7 separate regions of the Mus musculus genome follow, and all the other regions are linked to region 4. A link is a contact called in public HiChIP or PLAC-seq and promoter capture Hi-C data. All regions are on one chromosome and are shown on one strand. The core of a region is the stretch at or near the end of the contact, and the rest is flanking DNA. Distances in the headings are between cores, read along the strand shown.

The links. Promoter capture Hi-C pulls out the DNA fragments that hold promoters and counts their contacts. HiChIP or PLAC-seq counts read pairs in DNA pulled down with a chosen protein or histone mark. Capture Hi-C pulls out chosen DNA fragments and counts their contacts.
Region 1: a promoter capture Hi-C map of liver shows a contact between it and region 4, with 2.5 times the contacts expected there. The contact joins the promoter of Map3k6 here to the promoter of Nudc in region 4. A contact is called at or near these places in 4 of 39 promoter capture datasets (embryonic stem cells, liver and stem cell-derived epiblast-like cells) and 1 of 115 datasets of contacts at active chromatin or transcription factors (bone marrow-derived macrophages).
Region 2: an H3K4me3 HiChIP or PLAC-seq map of embryonic limb bud shows a contact between it and region 4, with 4 times the contacts expected there. The contact joins the promoter of Wasf2 here to the promoter of Nudc in region 4. A contact is called at or near these places in 2 of 115 datasets of contacts at active chromatin or transcription factors (embryonic limb bud and pancreatic cancer cells).
Region 3: a contact with region 4 is called in a promoter capture Hi-C map of the SN4741 cell line, with 2.4 times the contacts expected there. The contact joins the promoter of Cd164l2 here to the promoter of Nudc in region 4. A contact is called at or near these places in 4 of 39 promoter capture datasets (the SN4741 cell line, liver and stem cell-derived epiblast-like cells), 2 of 115 datasets of contacts at active chromatin or transcription factors (large pre-B cells and pancreatic cancer cells) and 2 of 9 other capture datasets (adipose tissue and liver).
Region 5: an H3K27ac HiChIP or PLAC-seq map of microglia shows a contact between it and region 4, with 7 times the contacts expected there. The contact joins the enhancer-like site here to the promoter of Nudc in region 4. A contact is called at or near these places in 3 of 39 promoter capture datasets (the HPC-7 cell line, fetal liver and hippocampal neurons), 6 of 115 datasets of contacts at active chromatin or transcription factors (the 230-238 cell line, T-cell acute lymphoblastic leukemia, astrocytes and 3 more) and 1 of 9 other capture datasets (liver).
Region 6: a promoter capture Hi-C map of pre-B cells shows a contact between it and region 4, with 2.6 times the contacts expected there. The contact joins the promoter of Hmgn2 here to the promoter of Nudc in region 4. A contact is called at or near these places in 5 of 39 promoter capture datasets (the C10 cell line, cranial neural crest, erythroid cells and 2 more) and 3 of 115 datasets of contacts at active chromatin or transcription factors (extraembryonic endoderm stem cells, large pre-B cells and memory CD8 T cells).
Region 7: a contact with region 4 is called in a promoter capture Hi-C map of liver. The contact joins the promoter of Rps6ka1 here to the promoter of Nudc in region 4. A contact is called at or near these places in 11 of 39 promoter capture datasets (the C10 cell line, the SN4741 cell line, cranial neural crest and 7 more), 1 of 15 datasets of contacts at CTCF or cohesin (large pre-B cells), 1 of 484 Hi-C or Micro-C datasets (B cells), 13 of 115 datasets of contacts at active chromatin or transcription factors (the 230-238 cell line, the HPC-7 cell line, astrocytes and 9 more) and 4 of 9 other capture datasets (adipose tissue, liver, macrophages and 1 more).

What each region holds. Positions count from the first base shown.
Region 1 is chr4:133,238,986-133,242,942 of GRCm38.p6, forward strand. Map3k6 (mitogen-activated protein kinase kinase kinase 6) reads left to right here and starts at 1,833. Exons shown (of 29, transcript NM_016693.5): 1 at 1,833-2,446; 2 at 3,833-3,957. The coding sequence starts at 2,104. It also overlaps the pseudogene Fcnc-ps.
Region 2 is chr4:133,128,412-133,132,134 of GRCm38.p6, forward strand. It overlaps Wasf2 (WAS protein family, member 2), which reads left to right and starts at 2,222. Exons shown (of 9, transcript NM_153423.6): 1 at 2,222-2,317.
Region 3 is chr4:133,218,576-133,222,362 of GRCm38.p6, forward strand. Cd164l2 (CD164 sialomucin-like 2) reads left to right here and starts at 2,234. Exons shown (of 6, transcript NM_027152.1): 1 at 2,234-2,492; 2 at 2,868-3,029; 3 at 3,130-3,201; 4 at 3,594-3,638. The coding sequence starts at 2,405.
Region 4 is chr4:133,544,296-133,547,980 of GRCm38.p6, forward strand. It overlaps Nudc (nudC nuclear distribution protein), which reads right to left and starts at 1,732. Exons shown (of 8, transcript NM_010948.3): 1 at 1,510-1,732. The coding sequence starts at 1,590.
Region 5 is chr4:133,909,627-133,913,119 of GRCm38.p6, forward strand. No RefSeq gene overlaps it. Among named protein-coding and RNA genes, the nearest start is that of Rps6ka1, 24 kb to the left of the region's middle. Within about 2 kb of position 1,450, at least 347 of the 459 cell types and tissues checked have an H3K27ac peak or open chromatin away from gene starts, as enhancers often do. A contact at or near this core is called in the 230-238 cell line, the HPC-7 cell line, T-cell acute lymphoblastic leukemia and 6 more, where this site is marked.
Region 6 is chr4:133,966,528-133,970,133 of GRCm38.p6, forward strand. It overlaps Hmgn2 (high mobility group nucleosomal binding domain 2), which reads right to left and starts at 1,464. Exons shown (of 6, transcript NM_016957.3): 1 at 1,268-1,464; 2 at 430-474; 3 at 239-268. The coding sequence starts at 1,282. It overlaps Dhdds (dehydrodolichyl diphosphate synthase), which reads right to left. Exons shown (of 9, transcript NM_001362959.1): 9 at 2,501-3,606.
Region 7 is chr4:133,885,885-133,889,694 of GRCm38.p6, forward strand. It overlaps Rps6ka1 (ribosomal protein S6 kinase polypeptide 1), which reads right to left and starts at 1,913. Exons shown (of 22, transcript NM_009097.5): 1 at 1,686-1,913. The coding sequence starts at 1,748.

The sequences.
Region 1 (3,957 bases), core at 583-3,082, 310 kb before region 4:
CTTCTACCACTGATGGTGCAGAGCCTTATTCAAGATGGGACAACTGTGCAGTAACTGTCCCTGGTGCTGGGTTGTACGGATCCTGCAACTGAACCAATCTCAAGGGGCATTATGCTGCATCTGAGACCACTGCCCACATGTATGGCATTGACTGGACCTCAGAAAAAGGCATGGGTCACCCCTACTGTGGGATTACACATAATGCTTTGCTAGAGCACTCGATTGTCGGTATCGTCACTCCTTACAGCTTCCATCCCTTGGCCACCTCACTGCCAACTGCCTCTGCTTGCAGGGCCACTTTGTAACACTTTACAAATCTTTTCTTACTCAGGAGAAAACCTATAGAAAACAGGGCAGGGACACAAGCTTCAGTTCCATTCAAGGAAGAACTTCTAATCAGGAAGACGAATGGGTAGGACTTCTCCGGGCTTCAGATCCTAGAAGGATGCAAGAAATGCTAGGGGGCAGTGAGGTGAGAGATTCAACCACCCACTCGCAATCCTCCTGGGCCCCCAAGCCCAAAGTGGATGCATCTGAGGACAGCTTTCTCTCACTCTTTGTTTGCTGTTTGGTTGGTTGGTTGATTTTATGAGACAGGGTTTCACTCAGCAGCCCTGGCTGTCCTGGAAACTCTGTAGACCAGGTTGGCCTTGAACTCAGAGATTCACCTGCCTCTGCCTCCTGAGTGCTGGGCTTAAAGACATGTGCCACCACCACTTGGTTCCCATTTGTTTCTTGTAAGTGTGTTTTCTACCCAAACCTCTGTAATGGGCCACATTCTCCCTTTCTATTGCTCGTCTATCCCATTGGTTCAAACCTAGGAAGATATATTTTTTTCCTTCCATGAGACAAGAAGGCTGTGAAACAGAGGCTTCCTACCGTTTGTTGAAAGGTCCATTTGTCCAAAGCCCCAACATATTATTTTTATAAAGTTTTAGTTTTATTTCATGTGCATCTTTTGCCTGTAATTATATATGTGCACCATGTATGTGCTGGGCGCCTATGCAGGTCAGGAGAGTGCCAGGACTCCCCTGGGCCTACAGTTACAGATGATGGTGAGCCACCATGTGGGTGCTGGGAACCAAACCAGGGCCCTCTGAAAGAGCAGCAAGTGGTCTTTACAGCTGTGCTGTCTCTCATGCCCAAGCCCTACCATAATAAACGATTATGAAACATGGCCCTAACCTCAGAGTCTCAAAGTCTCATTTCTAAGTTCAGGGCCCTCTAAGGTTTATAGCAACTTAGATTCATACTATGATGTTAAAGCTTCTTGGTGAATTTGAAGCCGGGATAACCTTGTAACCCAAAAAGCGGAGACTTCTGGAGTTCCTTCAAAGGGTAGATAGGAAGTTTACCGTAGAAGTGCTTTTCAGCTCCATGGTCAAGTTTCGGGTGGACCAATAAGGTCCACAAGGTTTCACTGCAAGAGAGGCTCTGAGGAAAGCGCTTGTCAACATTCTGACCCCTACCAGCAGGAACATTACATGTGCCGCCTACACAATGTTTTGCTCCCCCGTCCTTCCCCCGCCCAGTGTCCATTCATTTACCAGGTCCCTGCAGGGCGGGGCTGTCCTGTTTCCTATCCCTGGGCTGGGCACACGTCTTACGAGCGCTTGCAGTAAGCAGTCAACAGTGTTTGGCCCGAATAGGGGCACAGGCTGTTCCGGAAGTGGACAGTGTCAGAGGTTCTAGCCGGAGAGGAGGGAGGGAGAGCCGCTGGGGAGCCTCATTGCCCCAGGGCCGAGGGTGGAGCCTTTCCCAGTCGGGAAAGGGCTGGGCCCAGCCTACATGTGAGGGCAGGACAGAGTGACTGCCAGCGCTCCCTTGAGAAGTCTGGGTGTAGCACGCTGCCGGTTGACTTCCCAGGACTCTTCTGTGACCTGTGAGCCGAGGATTACTGGGTACCCCAGATTCCCAGAACCCAGTCCTGGATTGCAGATCTGTAAGGACCGTGAAAGATTGAGCAAAGAAGTCTTTCTGGACTTAAGAGTTCCGGAACAGGACGTCCAGCCCATCTCCGGATCCCGACTGGATCCACACCTTCAGCCTCGTGCCCTGTCCCGGGTTCCCCGCGCCCGGGGCCCCGCGCTTGAGCGCCCCCGCATGGCGGGGCCATGTCCTGGGGCCGGGGTTCTAGAACGGGCGGGCAGCTGCTGGCAGGACCCGCTGGCGGAGGCGCTGAGCCGGGGCCGCTCGTCTCCTGCGGTCACGGGTCGGGGCTGCGCGCGGAGCCGGCCTCTCAGTGTGGTCTACGTGCTGACCCGGGAGCCGGGGCTCGGGGTGGAGCCCGGGTCGGGAACCGAGGCAGAGCCGCTGCCGTTGCGATGCCTGCGCGAGGCCTGCGCTCAGCTCCAGGGCACACGGCCACCCCCGCAGCTACGCAGCCTACCCTTTGCGACGCTGGCGCTAGGCGACACCGCTGCGCTGGACTCCTTCTACAACGCGGGTGAGCGTCTCGGGGCGGGGCTTGAGTCTGGGCGGGGCAAGGGGCGGAGCTTTAGAACCCTGACGGGGCGGGTGTGGGTACCAGGTCTAGGGAATTTACGGTAAACTAAAGCCGAACTTGAGACAAGGCAGTAACGACAGGGCATTTAGTGGATTATGGATGTGATGGGCTTGAGGCTGGATCTGGGGATTCAGGCCTGGCTCCGGAGTTTAAGTATCTTTCGGTGAGCGTGGTGCCAAGCAGGTGGGGCGGAGCAGGCGAACTCTAAGGGCGGGGCTGGGGAGGGGCGGGGCTGAGGGAGGGGCAGAGCTGCGCTTCCCTGCGTAAGCGGGAGAACTCTTTTTCAGGATGATCTCACGTTGGACTTTTGAGGGTGAATCAGGCCTGAGACGGAAGTTCGGTCTATGGCAAGGGGCCATCTCTGCAGGATTGGGGTTGATAAGTCCTAGCATACTACATCCCACATGGGACTAAAGGGGCGGGAAAGGAAGTACTGAGGCAACTCTTCGGGACTGGATTATAGGAGAAAGGGATTGTATTTGGAGACTAGGAGTCGAAAGAAAATGGGTGGGGCAGGGGTGGGTCTAGAGGAGATACAGGGAGTCCAAGGGTGAGGTCGGAAGATAGCTATTCCTCTCTTTCCCACCTACCGGATGCTCCACCTCATCCCTATTTGTTTATCTCCGAGTCAGAGAGCCTTGTATCCTGGACATCTGCTAAATTGTAGCTTAAAAATGAAGGCTGACCCGGTCAGACCACAGATAAAGTGGAATCATCTGCGTTGACTCATACAGTCCCTCCCTTGCGGACATTGTCACTTAAAGATGGCTGGATACAGTAAGCTACACAAACACACATAAAAGCACGACGTTGTCTTCACACACGATGATGCAGATCACCCTCAGGACCCTGGCTTCAAGACTGGAGAGATGGCGCTGAGGTTAAGAGCACTTGCTGCTCTTCCCGAGGACCCGAGGTTCCCAGCATGCACACGGGGTGTGCATGCTCACAACCACCTGTAACTTTATCTCCAGAGGATCCTGATGCCGCTTTCTATCATACACTCACACCAACACACACATACATATAAATAAAACAAGAGAGAGAGGAGAGAGAGAGAGACAGAGAAAGAGAGAGAGAATGGGACTTCTTTTTGCAAAGTTCCTGTCTCCTACATAACCTGGAAGTGCTCAGTGGGATGAAGGTCCCTGGGCATCTCCTGTAACACCACCAATAAGAGTACTGTGAAAACCCCGGGAAGCTCTCGAGAGCAGCACCGACTTTGGCATGAGGTGCAGGCAAGGCACTTGACGTGGCATGCATCTCCAGGCTCCTTTGCCACTGAGGTGGGCTTCCACGCTCAGGCCTACACTTCTGTGTCCACAGATGTAGTGGTGCTGGAGGTGAGCAGCTCCCTGGCACAGCCTTCCTTGTTCTACCACCTCGGCGTGCGTGAGAGCTTCAGCATGACCAACAACGTGCTCCTCTGTTCCCAGGCAGAGCTCCCTGAT
Region 2 (3,723 bases), core at 972-3,471, 420 kb before region 4:
GGAGGGAAAAGGACTTGGACATACACACCAGAGCGGCCCTCGATGGCCAGACCAAAGCAGTCCTCAATGGCTAGAGCTCTGTTCTAAGAGTGGACAGACCTGAACAAAGACCTGGGGATGTCCAGTGTGCTGGCAAATGTCTCTAATCCCAGCCCTGGGAAAGCAGGGGCAGGGAAAGCAGGGGCAGGGCCAGAGGCAGAGAGGCAGAGGCAGAGAGGCAGAGGCAGAGAGGCAGAGAGGCAGAGGCAGAGGCAGAGGCAGGGAGATCCCTGGAAGTTTCAGGCCAACTTGGCCTACACAGTATTCCAGAACAGCCAAGAGCTACATAATAGAGAGACCCTGTTCCAAAAATAAAAATAAAAATAAAAAAGATCCAGCATCCGGCCACCTCACTGAGGGCCCCAGTGAAATTTTCGTTTGGCTTCTGTTTGGGTTATTCATTGACCGGTCATCTCTTTTCTCTTCACTTTTAGAACGCTAGGAACAAGTTGACCATATCTCTGGGGGCACTTTTCTTCTTCTTTTTTTTTTTTTTTTTTTTTTTGGTTTTTTGAGACAGGGTTTCTCTCTGTAGCCTTGGCTATCCTGGAACTCACTCTGTAGACCAGGCTGGCCTCGAACTCAAAAATCTGCCTGCCTCTGCCTCCCAAGTGCTGGGATTAAAGGCGTGTGCCACCACTGCCTGGCCACTTTTCCACAAGAATATTGGTCTAGCTGGTTTTACAGTGACCAGAGTGAAAGAAACAGTCACCCAGCACCCTTAGGACCATCCTGGCCTGTTAAGGGGATGAGAAAAAAAAAAGCCATTTTCAGGTGACAAGATGTCACAGAGTAAGAAATACAGGAATAGATGCTAAGTGGTGTAGGTCTGAGTTCTGTGGTCATTTCCAACTAGCTGGGTGGCTGCGGGAAAACTGTATCAAGTATTCAGGGTGTTGTATGTGTGCGTGTATGTTGTATGTGAGGATGGACCAGTGCAGGCCAGAGAATCACCTCAGGTGCTGTTCTTCAGGCAACTTTTACCTTGGTTTTAGTAACTGGCTCTCTCATTGGCCCAGTCTGGAGGAGCAGGCTAGGCTAGGCTGGGCCTGTGAGCTAGAGCTCTGCCTGTCTCTGCCTCCCCAGCGCTGCGAAGTCAGTATCATCGGGCCTGTTAGGCTTTGTTTGGAATCTGAGTTCTCAAACGCAGGTCCTCATTCTTTCAAAGCAGCACTTTACTGACTGAGCCGTGTCGTGTCGTGACCTCCACCCCACCGCCCTCACACCGTGCACCCTTTTTGAAAGGAAGCAAAGAGGGAGGCAGACGTGGCGGTAACAAAGCCTGCCTAAGATCCATTCTTCCACAAGAGGCCAATACCTGCTCTACAGAGATGCTCTAGTATACTAAATGTGCTAAGCCGGACTCGTCACGTTGTCACCCAGCCGCAGCATTTTGTATTCTATAAGTCACTTGGGAGTGTATTCTCAAACTGCCCACCTTCATGGACTGGGACGTGCCAGGGCCTACTGCATCTATTTTGTAGAACAAAGTGAGAACTAGGTAGGCAGCAGTTGTCCGAAGTTGCAGAGTGAAGTGACAGGTGTTTGGCTCACCTGACAGTGGCCTCTCAGAACTAGCTCCCAATCTCAGGATGCCAGCTTCACCCGAATACCTATCCTTTGGGGTGAGCTGAAGCCTATGACTCACTCGCCCCCACCCGACTTTCGGTCCCGCTTGGGACAAGGCGTGAAGGGACAGAACGATCTGCCACTTGAGGGGTGTCTACAGAAAGTTCATAGGCTCGGCCTGTTCTTTACACAAAAAACAGGCTGGCTCTCTGGACTCTAATAAAAATAAATCGTGTTTCAATACATGTTAGCCGAGGTCTTTCCCTGTCTTAGCAGATATTTTTGTACTTAAACTTGGGCGTCGATGTACCTTTAGTCCCATCTCCACTTCACTTGGTTTGTCCTCGCCTCTGTTTACTCCGATTGCGGAAGTCGCTCGGGTGGAGTTCCCGGGACACTACCTTTGAATACGTCTTTTGCGTACTTATTTAATTGGCATTGGATTCAGACCAATGGGATAGCTGGGGGCTCCGGGCGGGTGGGGCAGGGAGCCAATCAGAACGGTTGGCGGGGTGTGGCTGCGTCCCGGGGCGGGGAAATCGCGTAATGGCGGACTCAGGCCGGTGGAGTGCGGCTGGGGGCGTAGCGCGCTGAGGGGGGCGTCCGGCTGAGTAGCAGCCCGCGAAGCAGTAGGCTGGAGCGTTCTCCGTGGGGACGCGGACCGGCTGCCCAGCCCTTCATGTCGCTGAGGGCGACTGCGCGAGGTCAGGTGAGCAACAAGTCCCCCTGGGCGCGCCCGGCTGTGAGAGGCGAGCGCCGGCCCGGCCACCCCTGCAAGGGTCCGGTGGCACCGGGTGTCTGCTCTGACGGTCGCTGGTGCGGCTCGTGTGTTGTCAGCGCCGTGGCGACACCTCAGGGGTGGTGGTGACCCAGAGTGCCCTTCGGAGACTAGGGAGGGTCGGCGAAAGTGGCCCTACCACCAACCCACTGTGTGTTCTTGAGCAAGTCACTTCCGTCTTCGGGCCTCAGTTTACCATTTGTAAATAGACTTCACCGAAGCCTGTGAATTGGGTCTCAGCAACTCCCCGAGCTCCTGGACAAGTTCATCTCCAGGCTGAGCCTCAGTTTCCATATTTGGACCATAAAGTAATTGAGGTGCTCTTTGGGGACCCTGGCTGCTAGGCTGGGGGTAGGGACATTGTGGAGGAGTGTGTGAGCACGCGCACATGTGCACAGAATGAGCCCTACAGAAAGGAGCCTTGGCTTACGGGCCACTGGTACCAATGCATGGGTGCTACCCAGATCGTGACAGGGAAGGGCTAAGTCCTGTGGTCCTTTGAGATGAGGAAATGTTCATAGATTCAGAGATCAGGGGTTACCCTTGGCGTTTAAGCCCAGCACTGAAGAGGAAGAAAGCCAAGGAAAATGTTAATGGTTGTCCTACTATGTGCCAAACCTTAGGTATAAGTGCTTGTTTAGTTTTTCCAGCTGTCCTTGTAAGTTTACTGGTGAGGAAGTCAAGTAGGTTTCAGAGAAGTAACTTGCTCAGGGTGACACCGGAACGTGTGGCACTTACCAAAGTGAGGGTGTTTCCTCTGGGAAGCACCGGGCGCGCAGGGATAAGTTAGTGTTCTCTTACAAAGTTTGCTTTGTCATAAATGGAGGGAGGGGTCTAGCCTGGAGAGTTGATTTCACTTTTGGTGTGGAGACAGGCTAGGTCTTAAGCTCAGGATTATTAATTATAAGCCCATCTCCTTTTCTTGCTTTGTGACTAAGGAAGGGCCATTTCTGAGTGTTAAAAATCACTTCGAAGTGTGTCAGGACAGCAGAGGATTCCGTTTGAGTCCCAGGCAGGTGTCACCAATATTTGTTGTATAGAGACATGAGTTTTGACTCCAGGTGGTGTCATCAGAGTGTCTTTCTCTCCTCTGTACAAAGGCTACATTTTATTGGGAGGGAGAATTTATCCATCTGTTGTATAATTTCTTTGGGTTCCTTGGGGCTAAAGTTTCAATGGCCTGCCTGTGTTCAAGTGTAGCCTTTCTTTCTTTGTTCTTTCCTTATCTTGCAGATGAGTAAAGGCAGTGGACTTTGAGTAGGAGTAGCTGGGTACCTTAGCCCTTAAGTTTTCCAAACCGCCAGAGCTTTGGGTTAATCAAAATAGCAGGTCCAGCT
Region 3 (3,787 bases), core at 984-3,483, 330 kb before region 4:
CCCTTTTTTTCACACCCCCTTTATAAATTTTTTTGCTGCTGTTTTGAGACAGATTTCTCTATGTAGCTGTCTTGGAACTTTCTATGGAGACCAGGCTGGCCGCAGAGATAGAGATCTGTGTCCTTCTCACATGTTTGGATTGAAGGCGTGTGCTACCATGTCCAGCTAATCTTCCATAACTCCACTTCCAGGGGACCCAGTACCCTCTTCTGGCCTCTGAGGGCACCAGGTGCATACATGGTGCATAGACATAAATGCAGACTTAACACTTGTATCCCTATAACAAAGTAAAATTTTACTTTTTAATTAAAAGTGGGAGGGGTGCTGATTTTCAGTTATGGGTGTGGTAGCTGCGGTAGCCGGGACTGGTGTGGAGGTGGAGATTTAGAGATTTCTTGGCTACTGTTGTTGCTATGAGGTTCAAATTCAGGGCCATGCAATGCTAAGCAAGTGCTTTATTGCTGAGCTATATCTCCAGCCCTTGTTTGGAAAGGTGCGGGACAGGGTCTCATTGATGTAGCCCAAGTTGGCTTAAAATCTACAACCCTCCTGCCCCAGCCTCCCAAGTACTGGGTGACAGATATCTGCTCCTTTGGTAATAATAATAATATTATTATTTTAATGTATATGAGTGGATATTTTGCCTGAATATATGTCTGTGTACCGCTTTCATGCCTGGTGTCTGTGGAGACCAGAGGGTCATGCTGGATCCCCTGGAACTAGAGTTACAGGTATTTGTGGCCACCCTGTGGACCTAGAATCAAACGTAGATTTGGAAGAGCAGCCAGTGCTTCTCATTACTATGCAATCTCTCCAGCTCCCCCTCACCCCACACACACACCTCCTTGTTGTTTTGAGGCATGGTCTCGCTGTCATCCTGGCTATCCTGGAACTTCCTGTGTAGATCAGGCTGTCCCCAAAATTCACAGAGATCTGACTATCTCTGTCTCTGGAGTGCTGGGATTAAAGGAATGTGTCACTCTGCCAGGTTAACACCTTTCCCCCACCTCCCCGGTTTTAAGGCAAGGGTTCTTTAGCCTAGGTTGGCTCTAACTCTCTCTGTAGCAAAGATCAACCTTGAACTTCTAAGTCTTCTGTTTCTACCACCCAAGCGCTGGGACTGCACAAGCTACCAGGCTGGTTAGTGCTAGGGATGAAGCCTGGGCTAGGCACTCCAGCCAAGCATCCTACCAAATGAACCACATCCCTCGCCTTACTCAATGGCTTTTAAGTGGGACCTGACAGCAGAAGAATAGCCAAGATGATTGCAGGAGAGGGCAGACTAAGGCTCAGGGCTAAGAGGGCCACACCTGATTAAGAAGTTGGCAGAGGAAAGGGAGATATCTGAAAAGGGACTGAGAATCGGCTGTGCCAGGACAGGAGAGTGACCAGGAGGCAGATCCCCCAAAGGCTCAGTGATCTAGTAATGGCACCACTTAGGACCCAGGGATGTGATGAGCTGGAAGGCAGGACAGGGTATGGTGTCCCCACAGCTGGGAATAGCCAGCCACAGGTGTAGCCAGAATGGAGTTCCAAATTTACCACTGTGGGTTCAGACTGCTCACTCGCCTCACCTGTGAGACAGGGTTAAAAACATCTCTCATCTTGGAGAGATGGCTCAGAGGTTAGAGCACTGGCTGCTCTCCCAGAGCTCCTGAGTTCAATTCCCAGCACTCACATGGTGGCTCACAACCATCTGTAATGGGATCTGATGCCCTCTTCTGGTGTGTCTCAAGGCAGCTACAGTGTACTCATATACATAAAATGAACAAATAAATCCTAACCAAAAAAAAAAAAAAAAAAAAAAAAAGTCTTTAGGGTTTAAAGTGGGCTCTCAACCTCCTTAACGCTGGGACCCTTTAATGCATCTTGTGGTGACCTCCCAACCATAAAATTATTTTGTAATTTTGCTACTGTCGTGAATCATAATGTAAATAATGTTTTTGAAATAGAGGCTCACCTAAGGGGGGTCCCGGCCCATAGGTCGAGTTAGGTGATGGCATAGGCCTTTAATCTCAGCTCTGCTCTACAATAATGAGTTCCGGGACAGCCAGAGCTACACAAGTGATTCCCTAAAAACTCACCAAAACATAGTAGCTATGTTGACAAGGCCTGTTCTCACAGAGATCCTCCCGCCTTGAAGCTGCCCCTCAGGGACCAGGTGACATGAGTCTTAAACCCATCCCTTTTGTTCAGGCCCCGCCTTAAATCGCACAGCAGAGCGGGGCTCTACCTGGACCCTCCCAGAGGTCTCGGCCTCTAGCCACGCCCACAAGGCAACCACGCTCCAGCCTGGCCACGCCCCCGCTGCCCAGGTTTGGCTCTGGCTAGCCGGGCGAGTGTAGTCAAGAAAGGACGCGCCACACCAGCTGTCCGCCGACCCCCAGTCCCGGCCCCCGCGCTCATGGCCGCACCCGGACCCCGCGCCTTGCGTGCTGCTCTCTGCGGCGGTTGTTGTTGCCTTCTCCTGTGTGCCCAGCTGGTTCTAGCTGGTAATGCTGAGCAGGATCTGACCAGGGGCCCAGGCAGGTGAAGGTGTAGCTCACTTTAGCTTCTTCTTCCAGCACAGTAGGCTTGTGAGAGGGAACGTTTTCGACCTCTGCAGGACTCCAGGGGTGTGTTGAGACCTTAGTGCCTATTTAGAGGTTCCAAGTGTGGGGGACTAGGAGACTTAGCTGAGTGTGGAGGAGGAACTTCAGGAGTGTGTATGGAAAGAGGTTGGGGGAGGGCAGCTCGGTGAGTTTAAGCAGGGCTGGGGGGAGCTCCAGACCTGTGCGGAGGTGTGAGTCGCTGTAGTGGGAGATGTATTGCAGCTTGGCACCTGGCTTTCTGCCGCTTTCTGCCCATTTGCACCCCCCGACACCCAGGTAAAGGAGCTCGTGGCTTTGGTCGGGGAGCCCTGCTCCGCCTGAACGTTTGGCCTACTACCCAAGGGGGCTGCAAACACCTGGGACACTGTGAACACTGTGTGGACAGAGCCCACAACTTCTCCATTTGTGTCTGGCAGCAATGTGGGCCAGAGGAGCCAGGTATGTAGTTGAGCCCTCCTTGGGAACATCCTCTTGTCTATATGGCACCACCACTCTCAACTTTCTCTCCAAACCTCTTCTCTGTTTCTTCTCCCACCAGGACACTGTGTGGCCCAAGCTGAAGTGGTCAAGGAGGGTTGCTCAATCTATAACCACTCAGAGTCATGCCCAGGTAAGCTAAGGGAGGAGAGTGAGGTGTCCCCAGCCACAATCTCTCAGGAAGTAGACTGCACCCACGAACTGTTGGCTTCTCGGCCAGGAACCGTTCGATGTATATGCCCTGGCTGGTATCTTAGCCTATAATTTGGTCCAGCATGCCCAGGAGCTTGTGGGAGCTAGCACCCTCTGCTGAGGAGGTCTTTGGAGTGGCGGGGTCTTCCTGAAGCAAGTGACATTAGAGACCAGTCTTGTAGATAGAGCACAGCTAGGGGCGGAGACGGGCTGACCAGCCTTAAATGGGGCAGGGGTGTGATCGGAAGTGGGTCCAGCTACTGGCCCAGGCTCGGGATTGGGTTTCCTGATAGCAAGGAGAGGGGGTTTATTGTGGATGCCCTGTCTCCTCAGCTTCCCATCATCATTCCACAGAGGAACCGAAGCCAAGTACCACAGGTAGGGTCCTCCCCGGGGAATGGGGACAGGGCAGCTGTAGAGGGAGAGGCAGCTTGAGGCACGGGCACTGACACGCAGGCCCCATGACCTCAGTCCTCCGAGTTCTCTCCCAGTGCGTTTTGACACCTGGCAGGTGGGTTGGATGGATT
Region 4 (3,685 bases), core at 482-2,981:
CTTCCTGCTTCATCACAGCAGTGGTCACTCTGACCAAGACAGAATGGAAAGCCATCCCCAGTGACGGGTGGCAGGAGCCCGTCTCCTCGGGGACTTGGGGGCCTGGCTTTGGGTAAACTTGTCACTCTCTGACCCTCAGGTGCTTACAGAATGTAATATCTGGGTTTTCTACCTCTACCAGCTCATCTGCTACACACCCACTGTGTGAACTAGGTCTGGCCATTTAACATCACCTATGGGTTATTTGGGGGTTATTATATTTGTGGGTCTTACTATATATCCCTGATTGGCTTAGAAGTTGCTATACAGACCAGGCTAACCTCTAACTTGTAGCAATTTTCCTGCCTCTTCCTCCCCAGTGCTAGGACTCCAGTCACGCACCATCTTATCCTGACCAGCAAGATGAATCACTGGGTAAAATTGACTGCCTCAAAATCCTAGCAACTCAACCCTAAAAACCCAGATACTGGTGGCAGGAATAAACTGGCCCCTTAAAACTGTCCTGTCACAAACACTACTACTACTACTAATAATAATAATAATAATAATAATAATAATAAATTTCTTTGGTTTTGTTTTTTTTCTGAGACAAGGCTTCTCCGTGTAGCCCAAGCTGTACTAGAACCCATTCTGTAGACTAGGCTGGCCTCAAATTCAAAGATCCACCTGCCTCTGGCTCCTGAGTGCTGGGATTAAAGCAACACCCGGCTCCAAATAATTTTTTAAAGCAAGAAACCCTCAACAAATTCCCCAAATGCAAAGCCTAGTCTCTTCCGTGTCTGCATCCCCAGGACCCAGTCTTATTATGTGTCTGGTACACGACAATGACAAGTACTTAGGTGCTAGGCAGGGTGGCCCATATCCAAGTTCCCGCACTCTGAAGACAGAGGAAGAATAACCCTGATTTGGAAGTCACTTGGTCTATATAGCAAGTTCTGCGTAAGCCAGGGATATAGAGCAAGACCCTGACTCAAGAAAAAAAAACAACAGGAACTGATATTCCTAAGCTTCACCTCACAGACGAGGTAACTGAGGATAAACCAGGAGGGAGCTTAACCTACAGGTCTCCGGCTCACTTCCTCAGTCAGTATACTTTCAAGTATAAAGAGACCACGTGCTAACCGCCCCCCCGGGCTCTCACTACCCTACACAGTATTGATAGGCAGGCTCCACTTTGGGTAAGATGCAGATCATATCGAGAAGAGTCGGCCCAGAGATGCTCTAAAGAGTAACCACCATTAGGGATGCTCTACACAGTAACCATTAAAATGAAAGCAGAAACACCCGTGGAGCGCAGAGTGGGTGCGGAAGCTCTGGGGTCACTCTGGGACAACGAAAACTGCTCTTGGGGGCTAAGTGCAGGGCGCTGACGGCGTTGGAGCGAGACTTCACTCGCGGGCTGGGCAGACCGGAAGCTGGGACGCGGGGACCCGGGGACCCGCGCGGCCGGGGTGGGGGAGGTCTCGGCCGACCGCGGAGAAGGGCTGCGGCGCGGGCCACGTCGTTTACCTCCTGCACGCCGCCCTCGTGCTGCTGCGCCATGGCCAGCAGCATGCCGTCGAAGCGCTCCTCCTCCTGCTCCCCTCCCATCGTGCTGCGCCCCGAGCTCCGCACTCGCGTTCTGCGATGCCCGCGCTCCCCACGGTTCGCGCGGGCCCAACGGCTCCCCTCGCTAGCCTTCCGCAGCGGAGCCGGAAACACGCAGGAGCCGCCCGGCCGTGCGGGTTCGCCCTTCCCGGCTTTCTTCCCGCCTCCCCGCCCATCGGTGCCCATTGAGCTCCCGGAACACAACCCGCTTCTCTGGCCATTGGCTAAGCCGAGGAGCAAATCAACAGTCGCGGTCCCAAGGCAGTGGGCGGGGCTCGCTGCCGCAGAGTTTGGCTTGAGTTGCTATGGTCACCAGATACCTGGGAGCTTTCTAGAAAGCTCTGAGCTCACATCTTAATAGGGCTGGAAGTTTTGATCAAGTGATACTGTTAGCCTTCTCCTCCTACAAGCCGCAGTTAAGACTCAGGAAGAAAGCACTCACCAAAGGGTCAACCTACTAGACGTTTAAGAAAAGAGCACAAAACTGTAGTTTGAGTAGAACAGTTTTACAAACTGTTTGCACTAGGATTAATGCTCTTTCATTACTGTCTGAAAATCCTTAGTTTTTCTGTTTTTTTGTTTGTTTGTTTTGTCGTTGCTGTTGACGGCAGAGGTGATGGCTTGTTTTGTTTTGTTGAGACATGCCCCGTGTATCCAAGGCAAAGACAAACTTGTGTTCCTGGCCTGCCTGCCTTCACTTCCAAGCACTGAGATTGCATGCAGGCTTGTATAGCCTGAAGATTCCCCACCGCCGGCGCGTACATTTATTTATTACTTTGTAAACCTGAGAGTGCTATACTGTTACAAGATTATTACATTAACTTTTCCAGAGAGCCTGGCTATCTCACACCTTGGAATAGGAACTCTTAAGGGTTGAACGTCACTCCCAAAGAGCAGGTTCCTTCTATCAGATTGAGGTCTCTGAGAGCTGGTCTGGGTCATCTCCATGTTAGAAGCTGTGCTGATTAATTTTATATCAACTTGACATTAGAGTCAGCAGAGAGGAGGGTGCCACAATTGAGAAAATGCATCCTTAAGATCCTTCTGTAGGCAAACCTGTAGGGTGTTTTCTTAATTAGTGATTGATGGAGAAGGTCAGCCCACAGTGGGTGGGGCTATCTGTGGGCTAGTGGTCTTGAGTTCTATAAGGAAGCAACACCTTCTATGATCTCTGCATCAGCTCCTGCCTCCAGGTTCCTACCCTGTTTGAGTTTCTATTCTTACTTTCTTCAAAGATGGACTAATATGTGGAAATGTAAGCCAAATAAACCTTTTTCTCCCCAATCTGTTTTTGGTCATAGTATTTCATCACAGCAAAAGAAACCCTAGTACAAGCCAGGCAGTGGTGGCAGGTGCCTTTAATCCCAGCACTTGGGAGGCAGAGACAGGTGGATTTCTGAGTTCGAGGCCAGCCTGGTCTACAGAGTGAGTTCCAGGACAGCCAGGGCTATACAGAGAAACCCTGTCTCAAAAAAAAAGAAAAGAAAAAAGAAAAGAAGGAGGAGGAGAAGAAAAAGAAAAGAAAAGAAAAAAGAAGAGAAGAGAAGAGAAGAGAGAGAAGAGAAGAGAAGAGAAGAGAAGAGAAGAGAAGAGAAGAGAAGAGAAGAGAAGAGAAGAGAAGAGAAGAGAAGAGAAGAGAAGAGAAGAGAAGAGAAGAGAAGAGAAGAGAAGAGAAGAGAAGAGAAGAGAAGAGAAGAGAAGAGAAGAGAAGAGAAGAGAAACCCTAATACAGAAGGCCTGGACTTCTCTGAGCAAATGGCTTGCTTTCAGACTCTGGGCTATAGTAATCCTAGTCCTAGCCTTCTCTCACTCTTCAGGTATCTTTTCCCTCAGTTTTCTCTTCCTGAATAGGATTGACAGCAACAACCATGATGTCAGTCTGTCCTCAGGAAGGGCCCGAGTGCGCCAAGGGCGTTACATCCTCAAACACCACTTTGACCCTGCAGACAATAAGGAAAAGCACTGTCAAAGTAGAGTTTCTGTCAAGCTTAAAAAATAAGAAACTTAGCCAGGCAGTAGTGGCACATGCCTTTAATCCCAACACTCTGGAGGCAGAGGCAGGTAGATCTGAGTTCAAGACCAGCCTGGTCTACAGAGT
Region 5 (3,493 bases), core at 200-2,699, 370 kb after region 4:
CATAGCCTCACTTTTTTTTTTTTTAAGGCATGATTTCTCTGAGTGCTCTGTAGACCAGGCTGGCTTCAACCTCAGAGATCTGCTTGCCTCTGCCTCCCAAGTCCTGAGATTAAAGTCCTGTGTCACTATGGCCGGCTTAAATTGGTTTTTGTAAGGTTAATTTTTAAAAAGATTTATGAATTAGAATTACATTTTAAATGTTTTAACTTTCGCTGTGCCAGGGCCTCATATTAAAAGGGGGGGGGAGGAAGGGAGGGAGGGAGAGAGAGAGAGAGAGAGAGAGAGAGAGAGAGAGAGAGAGAGAGAGAGAGAGAGAGAGAGAGAACGAGCGAGCAGGCAGGGTTTATTGGTACGTCCAGTCTATGCTGAACCCCAGAAAACAGAAAGAAAATGCATCTCCCTCCTATCCCTGGTGCACTTCAGTTAACAATAGCATTCAGTGTTAAGTTGCTGAGGCTGTCCCCCAGCCCTCCCTGTAAGGGAAACTGCTGGAGTCACAAACGGACTCGGGAGAACTCACCTCTATCTGTCTAGCTTGCTTGTTTTAGGTTTTGGATGCTTGTTCGGTTTTGTTTGTTTTAGTTCTTTAACACAGGGTCTCACTTTGTATTCAAAAAGCCAGGAACTCACTATGTAGCCAGGGCTGGGCTCCAAGACCTTCCCGCCCCAGGAATGACAGGCATGAGCCACCATGCCTGGCAACCTAATCTTGTTGAAACTGAAGATGAAGCGCTCATGAGCCTCTCTGTTTGGCTGGGTTCTGAGAAGGGCATATCCTGCTGTGAGTGGCGGGAGGGTGCCGCCAAGTGACAAGCCTGGGCAATGGCTGGAATGTTAAAGCGTGGATGACACACCAAGGACCTCCGACTAACTCTATAAACCAAGGACCTAGATCTAGTCCCAGACTGGGCCCCAGGACTGTCCTGTATGTCCTCCCCCAAGCCGCGTTCCGACACATGGCACGACTGGAGCCCATTTCCGAGATACCCTAGGGCCAGCATCGAGCACCCAAACCCACCAAGCCACGTGGTGCCCTGTAAATCAGCCCCGTGCTCGCTTGGCTTCCGCGTGGCTACTGCTCCCATCACCCCGCGCGCTCCCCAGATTATGACCCCGCCCCTGAGGGGGCGTTCCAACCTGAAGCCCCGCCCACACACGTGCGTGCGCGTGCTCCCTGGGCCTCCTGGGACTGGCGATAGCCAAAGCTGGTCCCTGGGAAGCTTGGGTCTGGTGTCGGCCTCGGTGAGGGCTGTGATGGTCGGGTCAGAGCCGTACATGAGCTGGGCGGTCCTGGGAGAGGCTGTCGTGTGTCGTGGACGACGTCAGATCAGACGCTTGGAGGGGAGCCTGTGGGAGCTTCCAGTTTCGGGCCCAGAGGACCCAGTGCGGTCACTGGCTCCCACGCACGCGCGGAGCTCAGCTCTGCGTCGCCCCCGTGCGGACAGAGGAAGCAGTGCCTGCCTGGCACCCGAGGACTCCTCTGGGCTGCATGCGACCCAGGCACGCGTGGCCACCTAGGCGATCTACTCTCCAGACACCGCCCCCTTCCGTTGATGGACCGGAGGACGGTCTGATGTTGTCATGGCGACGGCTGACCAGTGATTTCCTCTAGCTACTGTGAATCTTACTCTGGACAGAGAGAGCACTGGAGTACGGTTACCCAGCCTCCTTGCTGTGTCCTCAGTCAGTAATCTAAATAGATGAGAATTGATCCCTCCCTAAAGCAGCAAGGCCTTGAACAACAAAGCAACCTTTCCTAAAAGCCTGCTTACCTAGTGAAATCAAAGATCAGTGATAATAAAAGTATTCTTATTCCCAGTTCCTGAAAGTGGGTAATATTTGGACCAGCGAGATGGATCAGTGAATAAAGCGTTTGCTGTGCAAATCTTAGGCCCTGAGTTTGATCCCCAGAGTCCATGCAGATGTAGAAGGAGAAAAATAAGACTCCAGAAAATTGTTGTCTGACCCTCATTTGCATGTAGCTGCATCTCCAATCCCGATAAAAATAAATGGAACAAAAAAATTAAGTTGATAAAATTTAATGAGGCTGATTAAGCTGGGTTCTTACAGAGTACCTTTGTATACATGGTAACTGCGTTCCTTACCAAATTAAGGAGTAGACACTCTTATGTAAGAAGGAAGTTTAGATTCAGAGAAATAACTTGTCCAAAGTTATACTGCGGATGTAGCTCAGTGGTAGAGCACTTACCCAGTGTGTGTGAAACTCTGTTTTCAGTCCTTGGTACAGCAAAGTCAAATACAATGGTAGGCTAAGTTCGTTGTAGTTGTTGTTGTTGCAGACAAGCTCCTATTTAGCCCAGGTTGGCCTTGCAGGCATAGCTGATCTTCAACTTCTGATTATTCTGTTTCTATTCCTCCACCCAAGTGTTTTGCACGGTGTGTGCCACCATGCCCAGTTTGAGTCAGTGCAAGGGATCAAACCCAGGGCTTCATGCATGCTAGATAACACTATCAACTGACCTGCATTCCAGCTTATATCCAGTTCTTTCTTTTAATAAACAATAGCATCATCCTGTTTCCTGCTACCCAGGGGACTTCCACGAATTTCCACGGGTGGAGTTTTCCAGAACTGCCACGTGCAGGATCAGGTTGTTCTTAGCAGACACACATTGCTTTCTATTGGGATTTGTGGTGGTTTGAAAGAAATAGGCTTATAGGGAGGTGTGGCCTTTGTTGGCTTTTAATCCCTATGCCAGTGTGCTGAGGGGTGAATGCTGAAGGATGTGTGGATCATTTAGAAAGAACATTCTAGGGCTAGAGAGATGGTTCAGTGGTTAAGAGCACTGACTGCTCTTCCAGAGGTCCTAAGTTCAAATCCCAGCAACCACATGGTGGCTCACAACTATCTGTAACAGGACCTGATGCCCTGTTCTGGTATGTCTGAAGACACCTATAGTGTACTCATACACATAAGATAAATAAGTAAATCTTTAAAAAGACCATTCTAAACAAGAGAGAGAATTGCACACATAAAGATGCAGGAGCCCAATGTGATAGTGTATGCCTGTAATCCCAGCTCTTACATGGCAGAGGCATGACACTCTTGGGTTTGTGGCTAGTCTAGGCTACAAAAGGAGTTAAAAGGCAGCTTTAACATGTCTCAAAAATTATCCAAATTTTATGACTTTAATTCCAGGACTCTGGAGGCAGAGAGGCAGGCAGATTTCTGTGAGCTTGAGGCCGGCCAGCCTGGTCTACAAAGTAAGTTCCAGGATAGTCAAAACTGCCTGAGAAACTCTGCCTCAAAAAATACCAAAATCAATCAATCAATCAATCAACCAATCAATCAATTCATCTAAACCTAAAAACCAAATGAAAACAAAGAAGTAAGAAACCAGGACTGTAGTCAGCAACAGAGACTTACTGTATCAATAACTACAGGAAGAGGGGAGTGCAGAAGAAGGAAAAAGGAAAACAGACATTTCAGAATTCAAGTATACTTGCGTTTCCTTTGAGCAGGAGATCCTAACAT
Region 6 (3,606 bases), core at 214-2,713, 420 kb after region 4:
CAGACCCAAGAAACAACCCATCAAACCACAGCTTAGAAAACTAGTTCTCAGGATCACCTTTCTTTTACAATGTAAAAGCCATCTTTCACTTTAGTCTTAAGCATCAGAACGTGGGACAACAGCAAACACCTCTAGATGTGCAACAGCCACCATATATAATGCAACGGGATCACAGAGATCCGCCCCCAAGTGGTTCCCAGTATCAGGTAAAGATCAGGAAATAGACGCATACACTTACAGCAGACAACCTCGCAGATCTTCTCTGTGGCTATTAAAAAAGAAAGTAAGAGGAATAAGCACAGGTCTCCTCACTAGTCAGCTTCACATTAAAGAAAAGTTAATGAGACAATTCGTGGTCATTTACTACCACAGAACCTTGGTAGCTACTACGCAAGGCTTTGTGCGTTGCCCTCAATGGATAAGACTCACCTCGTCCTTCACCTTGGTTTTGTCTCCTTTAGCATCCCCTTCAGCCTACAAAATGATAAAAAGACCAAAACTTGTAACCTCGGAGGCAAATCTCAGAGAACCGGAACTTAACAGCAACCGTCAGACCCCATTCTAAAAACGCATACACCCAAGTTTTATATAAGAAGCCTTAACGGGGATAAGGCCCAACTAAAGTCCGAGACGCACGGAAGACCGGGCAGGCTGGCCGCAGAGCGCGGGAGAAGCTGGAGCCTGGCCCCACAGGCGCTCGGAGCCACCAGCGCCAGGCATTAACAGCTGCAGATTGTGCAAACAAACCTCTCCGGAGGCGGCGCCTGGCGCCGTTGCCATGGCAGCCGTCGAGGGCGGGAGCTCGGGGAAGCCGTGGGCGGGGGCGCGCGTCTCGTGCGCCCGGAACGTGGGCGGCCGGGGAGGGCGGAGCCACGCCGCGGGCCCGCCCCTCGCGGACGCAGTTTTGGCGGCAGCGCGCTCCCCCGCCCGCCCAGCCGAGCGCCGCCTTCCCGCCCTTTCGGGTTTGAATCGCCCGCTCGTTCGCTCGCTCGCCCGCGGGAGGAAGGGAGGAGGGGAGGGGGCTGCCGGTGGGGGAGGGGGCGCGGGCGGCCACAGGGAGCGGGATAAACAGCTGCCAACATGGCTCCTCCTGCTACCGCCACCGAGCCTCCAATATGGCTTCTGGCGCCCGCGGGCAGCGCGCCTCGCACGATTCGCCCCGCAGCCGGACTCGGGCTGGAACCTCGCGCCGCGCCCGACCTACCGCCGAGTCCCGAGCCCGAGGCTGGCGGTGGTCCCGGGGCGCCCGCGCGCTCGCGCCACGTACCTTTCTTTTGGGCATGGTGGCGGCAGGGGACGTCGGCGCTGAGCACGGGGATACAGCGGCGCGCGGGTTTGCTCCGTCCGGGGGTCGTCCTCGCTGCTTCCTCACACTGCTCGGGCTCCGGGGGGTTTATAAAGTTTTTATAGCGCTGGGAGCCCCGGACCGGTTAGAACCGGATTTCACCTCCCGTCGCCGCTCATTGGCCCAGTTGGGGTCACGTGGGCGGGGTTTAAACTCACCTCCTCTGGAGTGAGGAGGGGGTGCAGGGGGAGGGCGCTCGAGACGGCGGCGCGCCTTGGGGGAGGGGGCGCGCCTCGGAGTCGGAGGTAATAAATGAGGGGCGCGCGAGGCGGCAGGCTTGGGGTTCCGCTCCCGCCCAGACCTGGCTTTTGCAAACTACCAAGTTCCTTCCACCTTATGCAACCCTTCTACCCACTTCTCCAAGCCGTGCGACACTGGGCACATCTCGGCCGCTTTCCTTCCTGCTCCCGCCGGGGCCCCAGCAGAGGGGTTTGTGAGGCCTGGCCGCGCCGCCCAGCTCCAGAGGCGGCGGGAAGCGCGCCGGCCGCAGCCCCGGGGACCACGGGCTCCCGTGGGCTGAGAGCCGGGAGGCTAAGCTTGGCGCAGTCGGACGTGCATCCTTTTGAGTTGCCACCTTGGGGAGTCCCTCGGTGTGCTCACCTGGAAAGCAGTCCACGGGATGTGGAGGTGTGGGCTGGGAGGGGAGACTTTCCACACAGGGATGCCTTTCGGGTACAGCGGGGCAGGTAGGAGCTGTCCTTTCAGCACCTACTGCTGAGCCGCCTCCCCAACGTTAAACAGCCCCCCAACATCTGCCTGGTAGCTTCCTTAAATCCCCTCTGGCCCCTGTCACAGAATGGTGGAGAAAAGCCGGCGCCCCAGCCCGGGAGCACGCCCCTCCCACTCGGCTCTCTGGGTCTGGGCTGCAGCTACCCAGCTGCCCCCACTCAGCAGAGGCCATGGAACCTGGGCTTTGCAGATGCCACAGCTGGCTAAAGCCCGCCTCACACACCATCGAGCTGGCTTGCTCTCGGTTGCGTGAGGAAAAGGCGGTTGAAGGGAAGCGCCGGAAGATTAGGAAACAAGTAGATGAACAGGTGTGATGGCAGAGGGGCCCTTCCAGGCCACCCCCGCCCAAAGTCCGGCCTTCTAGAGCTAGCTGAGTGCACCCGATGGAGGGGGCCAACTGCAGCAGTAAAGCAAAACCTTCTCTCGTTTGCAGTTACCACACAAACCTTGTATCTCAAAAAGAAAATTTTAAATTCTTTTTGACATCCATAACACAACTGGCTAACATCTGCAATAGGGTGTTTGGTGCTCAGGCGGAAGGCACAAAATAGGTCCCATCTTAATTTCTGAGGCAAGGGTTGAAGCTAGTTTGTAATAGCCATGGCAGCAGAAAGCAGACATCTGCGAATTCAAATCAAGCATTTTTCAGCCTTTGCCTCTGGACAACAGTGGATCTGCCTCTCCTTTCCACGCCCACAGTGGCTCCCGAGGCAGCCATCCTCCACCCCACCCTGTGCACCTTTCCCAGAATACAGGTCCTGGGGCTGGAAGATACCAGCCCCATTAATCACCGCTACTGTACTCCAATCTTAAGAGAAAGTCAGCCAGGCCTCAACAGCCCTGCTTGCCCGGCAGATTCCGTTTGCTGCCTCCAGCCTCTCATTCCCGCCTTAATTGTAGGGCTCTGTATTATAGCCACATAATTCATGCCTCCCTAATTAAAGCTGTCAACAGCCTCATTGTAAAGCTGGAAAATGCACAGCACCTGCTCTTGGGGATCTCTGTGCCAGGGATTGCTTTTGGGGAGTGCCAGGTGTACAGGGGGCCTTGCCAAAGGGTGCACTGATTGGCTCTTGGTTTCAGTGTCAGGCCTTTTTTGATTCTGATAGGAAGAAGATGGCCAAAAAGTTCACCAGTGCCAGGCATCTGGGCACAGAAATAGGGATGGGGAAGAAGGCATAGCGCACGTTTTGGGGAGGGAGGTGCTGGGGGGAGGGCTTACAGACAGCATGAGACCAGAGTGACATTTGGTTGGTGGTTCTGGCTAGTACTCACAGCTCAGAGACACCTGAAGCAGACTAGCTCAGCAGAGACCTTTCTTCAGAGGTCATCTTCTCTCCTCAGCCCATGGGGAGGCCAGGAAAGGATGCAATCTTGCCTCTTTCCTGATGGGGAAGAGTTGGCCTCACAGGCTGAGAGGGCTAGAGTAAGTTCTGCCATGCAGAAAGCAAACTGTCTCAGGGCCTACTTAGGGAGCCAGGTCAAAGAGCTGTGAGGACCTTTTAGACTGGGAGTGGGAATCAGTTTGAGAT
Region 7 (3,810 bases), core at 663-3,162, 340 kb after region 4:
GCCACACAACATTTCTGAAGTGAAACTCAATGAAAAAACTCCTCTCCCCCATCCCAGGAAATGTGACAGTCTCCCCTCGCCTGAATTCAGGTGCAACAGTATTCAAACTAAGATGTTTCCGGTTTAACCTGGCCCCCATGAGGCTGCCTCTGGCCTCAGGATTTCCCAAAGGGAAGCAGGAAGTGCTGCCCTGGAGGAGGCCAGCACTCCTAGAACTCTACTCTCCGCGCTAGGGTAAAGCTGTGAGTCCCTAGGCTGAGTCCCTCCCTAGCCATACCGAGGTCAGGCCTCCCTTCCTCTGGAGGCCCAGGTGGCAGGGGCGTGCCCAAGCCAAGGAGTACACCTCTGAGCCTTCCCTGGGGCCTTGTGCCCCAGTCCTGGGGAGTGTGGGGGGAGCACCAGGGGCTGCAGAGAGCAGTGCTCCTCACCTAGGAGGGTGAGTCAGCCAGACAGCCTCTGAGCGCCTGTGTAGGGCCTGTAAAACCCCCGTGGCAAGGATCCCAGAACAATTTACTCCAAATTGCGCCTTCAGGTTGGTTACCTAATCCAGCCGCGCCCACCCTCCAATAGCCAGTGTAGCCCATCCCTTTAAAGGGGCAGCATGCCCTGAGTGCCTGGAGACTTGGGGATCTCACTGTGGATCCTCTCTCTGCCCGTGGTCCTGAGAGACAGGGCTCACAGTGACTGACCTGAGGTACCAAGCATAGGTAAAGGGGTTCAAGCCAGGAGAAAAAGCATCTAGGTTCTGGGATCAAGTGAGGTCTCCTGTACCCCAGCCTCCTGTACCCCAAAACAGCTCCAGTGAAGGAAGGCAGAGTTTCACCTGCCTCCTTCGCAGCAGGAGAGCAGGGAAAGTTTTAAAGTTGCTGGTTCAAAACTTGACCTTGATCCCAGGGTGACAGGACAGCACAGAAGTGGCCTCCTGCATGCTCAGGGTTGGACCACAAAGCCCTCAAAAAAGACAGGAGTTGCTTCTGGGAAAGGCTAGGTGGCAGAAGCCATACTGCCCAAGGGCTCAGCCTTTTTCTACAGGAAAGGAAGGAGGGAGAGAGGAAGACGGAGGCAGAGTCTCTTCTACAGAGACAGTCTTCACAAGATCTAAGGACTTTCCCCACTCTTCAGCATAATCTGAAGTAGGAAGACCCGGTGTCATTAGCTTTAGGGCAAAGGAAAGCAGGCTCCAACTCCAGAGGTGGTATCGTCCCACGTTCCATAACTGCCTGGGATTCAGCAGGGCTACCTTCCTAAGGTCAGAAGTGGAGGAACGAAGAGAGGTCTTGGGGAGAGGTTAAGGTGAGAAACCGGATTCCCATGATCCTTGTCTCTAGTAGAAGCCTAGACATCTGACCCAAGCCTTTCTCCCTTCTGCACTGATTGGGGCAACTCCCACAGCTACTAAAAGATGATAAGCGGGATGGGTCCTAGGTGTCAGATCTCAACACACCGTGGAGATTCCTCTCCTGGCTACTGCAGGGAGGTACTGAGAGCCCAGCAGAACCATCCCCTACACACGCACACCCGGAGCACAAGGGGGTGGAGCCGGACAGTGAGCTAGAGACCGGAGGGCACTCACGTCCCCGCGGGGCTGCAGAGACGCCGCGGGCCGCCCCCGCCCCGCCCCGGTGCGGATCCGGGCTGGCCGGCCGCCGCCGCCTGTCCCCCCAACCCCCGCCCCTCTCACTCACCTCCGGGTCCAGCGGCACCAGCTCCATGAGCGGCCAGGGCTCCTTGAGCTGGGCGAGCGGCATCGCGCCGCTGCCGGACCGCCCGCGCTCCTCCCGGCGGCCCCGGGCAGCGCTGCCTCTGGGCCACGGGGTCCCTGCTGCTACACCGAGACCCCCGCACGCCCCTGAGCCCCTCGCGCTCTGGATGGGCCGTCCGCCGCCGCCGCGGCACTCGCACTTCGGCTCGCTCCGTCACCCGGCGCCGCCGCGCCCATTGGCTACCTGCGCGGGGGCGGGGCCTGAGTAGCCCCGCCCAGTCCCCCCACGGCGCGGCATTCCCGGCGCGGACCCCCGCCCCCAACGCGCCGGGAGTCAGCCTTGCCTTCACGAGAGACCCCAGCCCACTGTCGGCCCTGCCCACCGGAGGCTCCGCGGGTTCCGTTTTCCCGGGCTTTGTGCCGCTTTGCAGACCTCGCTGGGGCCTCCGTTGTCCTGTCCTAGCAGCCTTTGGGATGTTAACCCAGATGTGCCTTCTCCCTCCAGGGGGAGGGGCTGCCACCCCACATTTACATGGGACGTCCTGGGCCTGATCCCGACTGAGGCGTGGAAGGAGCCTGGGCCTTGTGCCCTCTGGCTCTCAGCTCTCCAAGCCCTTAGGATCGCCCCCTTCCGAAAGCTTGTGCACATCACGGGAGCCCACACTTTGGGGTCTCCATGTGATCCCCGGGTCCCAAGCCAGCCAGCGCCAGGACCCACAGCGCCCCCAGGGTGATTTCCTAATACGCATTTTTTTTTCTCCTTCCTAGTCTGTTGTGCCCTATCACTTGAGGGCGCTGGTTTCAGGCCAGGTCCGCGCCTCTTCCGTGGCAGACCAGATTGTGGTCTGACTTGAGCAGGAGTCCCTGGAAAGAAGGCAAAATCCAGTTCTGGTGGGATCAGGATTCTCTCCAGTAAGATTTGGCCTGCTCTTAAGGAGATTTTAGGCCCCAGGTGTCGTGAGACTTACTCTCAGGTGAAAGACAAGCTGGCTCGTTTATTAAAAGCCTCCAGCGAAGACAGGCGTCATTGATAGGGAATTTATTTTTTGTTACGTTTCCTTGCTTGGTTATGGCCATGGAACCCAGGCTTTGCCGGCCAGGTCGTGTTGAGTATCTCCGACCTCCACCTTCAGGCAGCTTGTGATTTTTTTTTTGAGACTCCACCCCATCCTAGTAGACACCCTAAGCTATTTATCCGAAGTCACACAGCAGGTCAGGAGCACACTGGTGTTTAAAAGAGTGTGGGGTGGGTCCGTGGATGGACTCAATGGGTAAAAGAGCTTGCCTTCCCTGAGTCTGATCCCCAGGCCCCATGTGGTGGAAGAGAACCAACTCATAAGCAGTCCTTTGACCTCCACAAATGTGCACAGGGACAACCTTCCCCGATAAAGACATTTTAATGCAGTACATTTTTAAGTGGAGAGAAGTCACTCACGCCTCTAATCCTAGCAGTAGGGAGGCAGAGGCAGGAGGATCTCTGTTCAGGGCTAGCTTGGGCTACTTAGCCAATTCTAGGCCAGCCAGGGCTACACAGTAAGAACCTGTATCAAAACAAAACAAACAAACCCCCCAAACCCCAAAAACCCAACTAAGTAAATAAATAAATGAATAAATAGAAATAAATTTAATCCAGGAGATTCAGGCCAGAGGATTGTGACTTTGAGGCCAGTGTGGACTGCATAATAGAGATGTTGTCTAAAAATCAAAAATTAAATTAAATCAAAAAAGAAATAAAAACAGATGCTGTTTTCCCAGTAAGCATTTATAATCTCACTGCGGAGGCTACTGACACAGGATCTCATTGGTCAGCCAGGCAAGCCAAATAGGTGAGTTCCAGGTTCAAAGAGAGACTCACACAATAAAAAGATAAACCTGTAGCCTAGACATACATGGTCACTCACATGCACATGTTCAGACATCCTCATGCACAGGTACCACAGACACATGCATACATACATGCAGACACATGCACACAGACATGTGCACACATGCATACACTCACATGCACAGACACATGCATACATACATGCAGACACATGCACACAGACATGTGCACACATGCATACACTCACATACACACAGACACATGCATACATACATGCAGACAC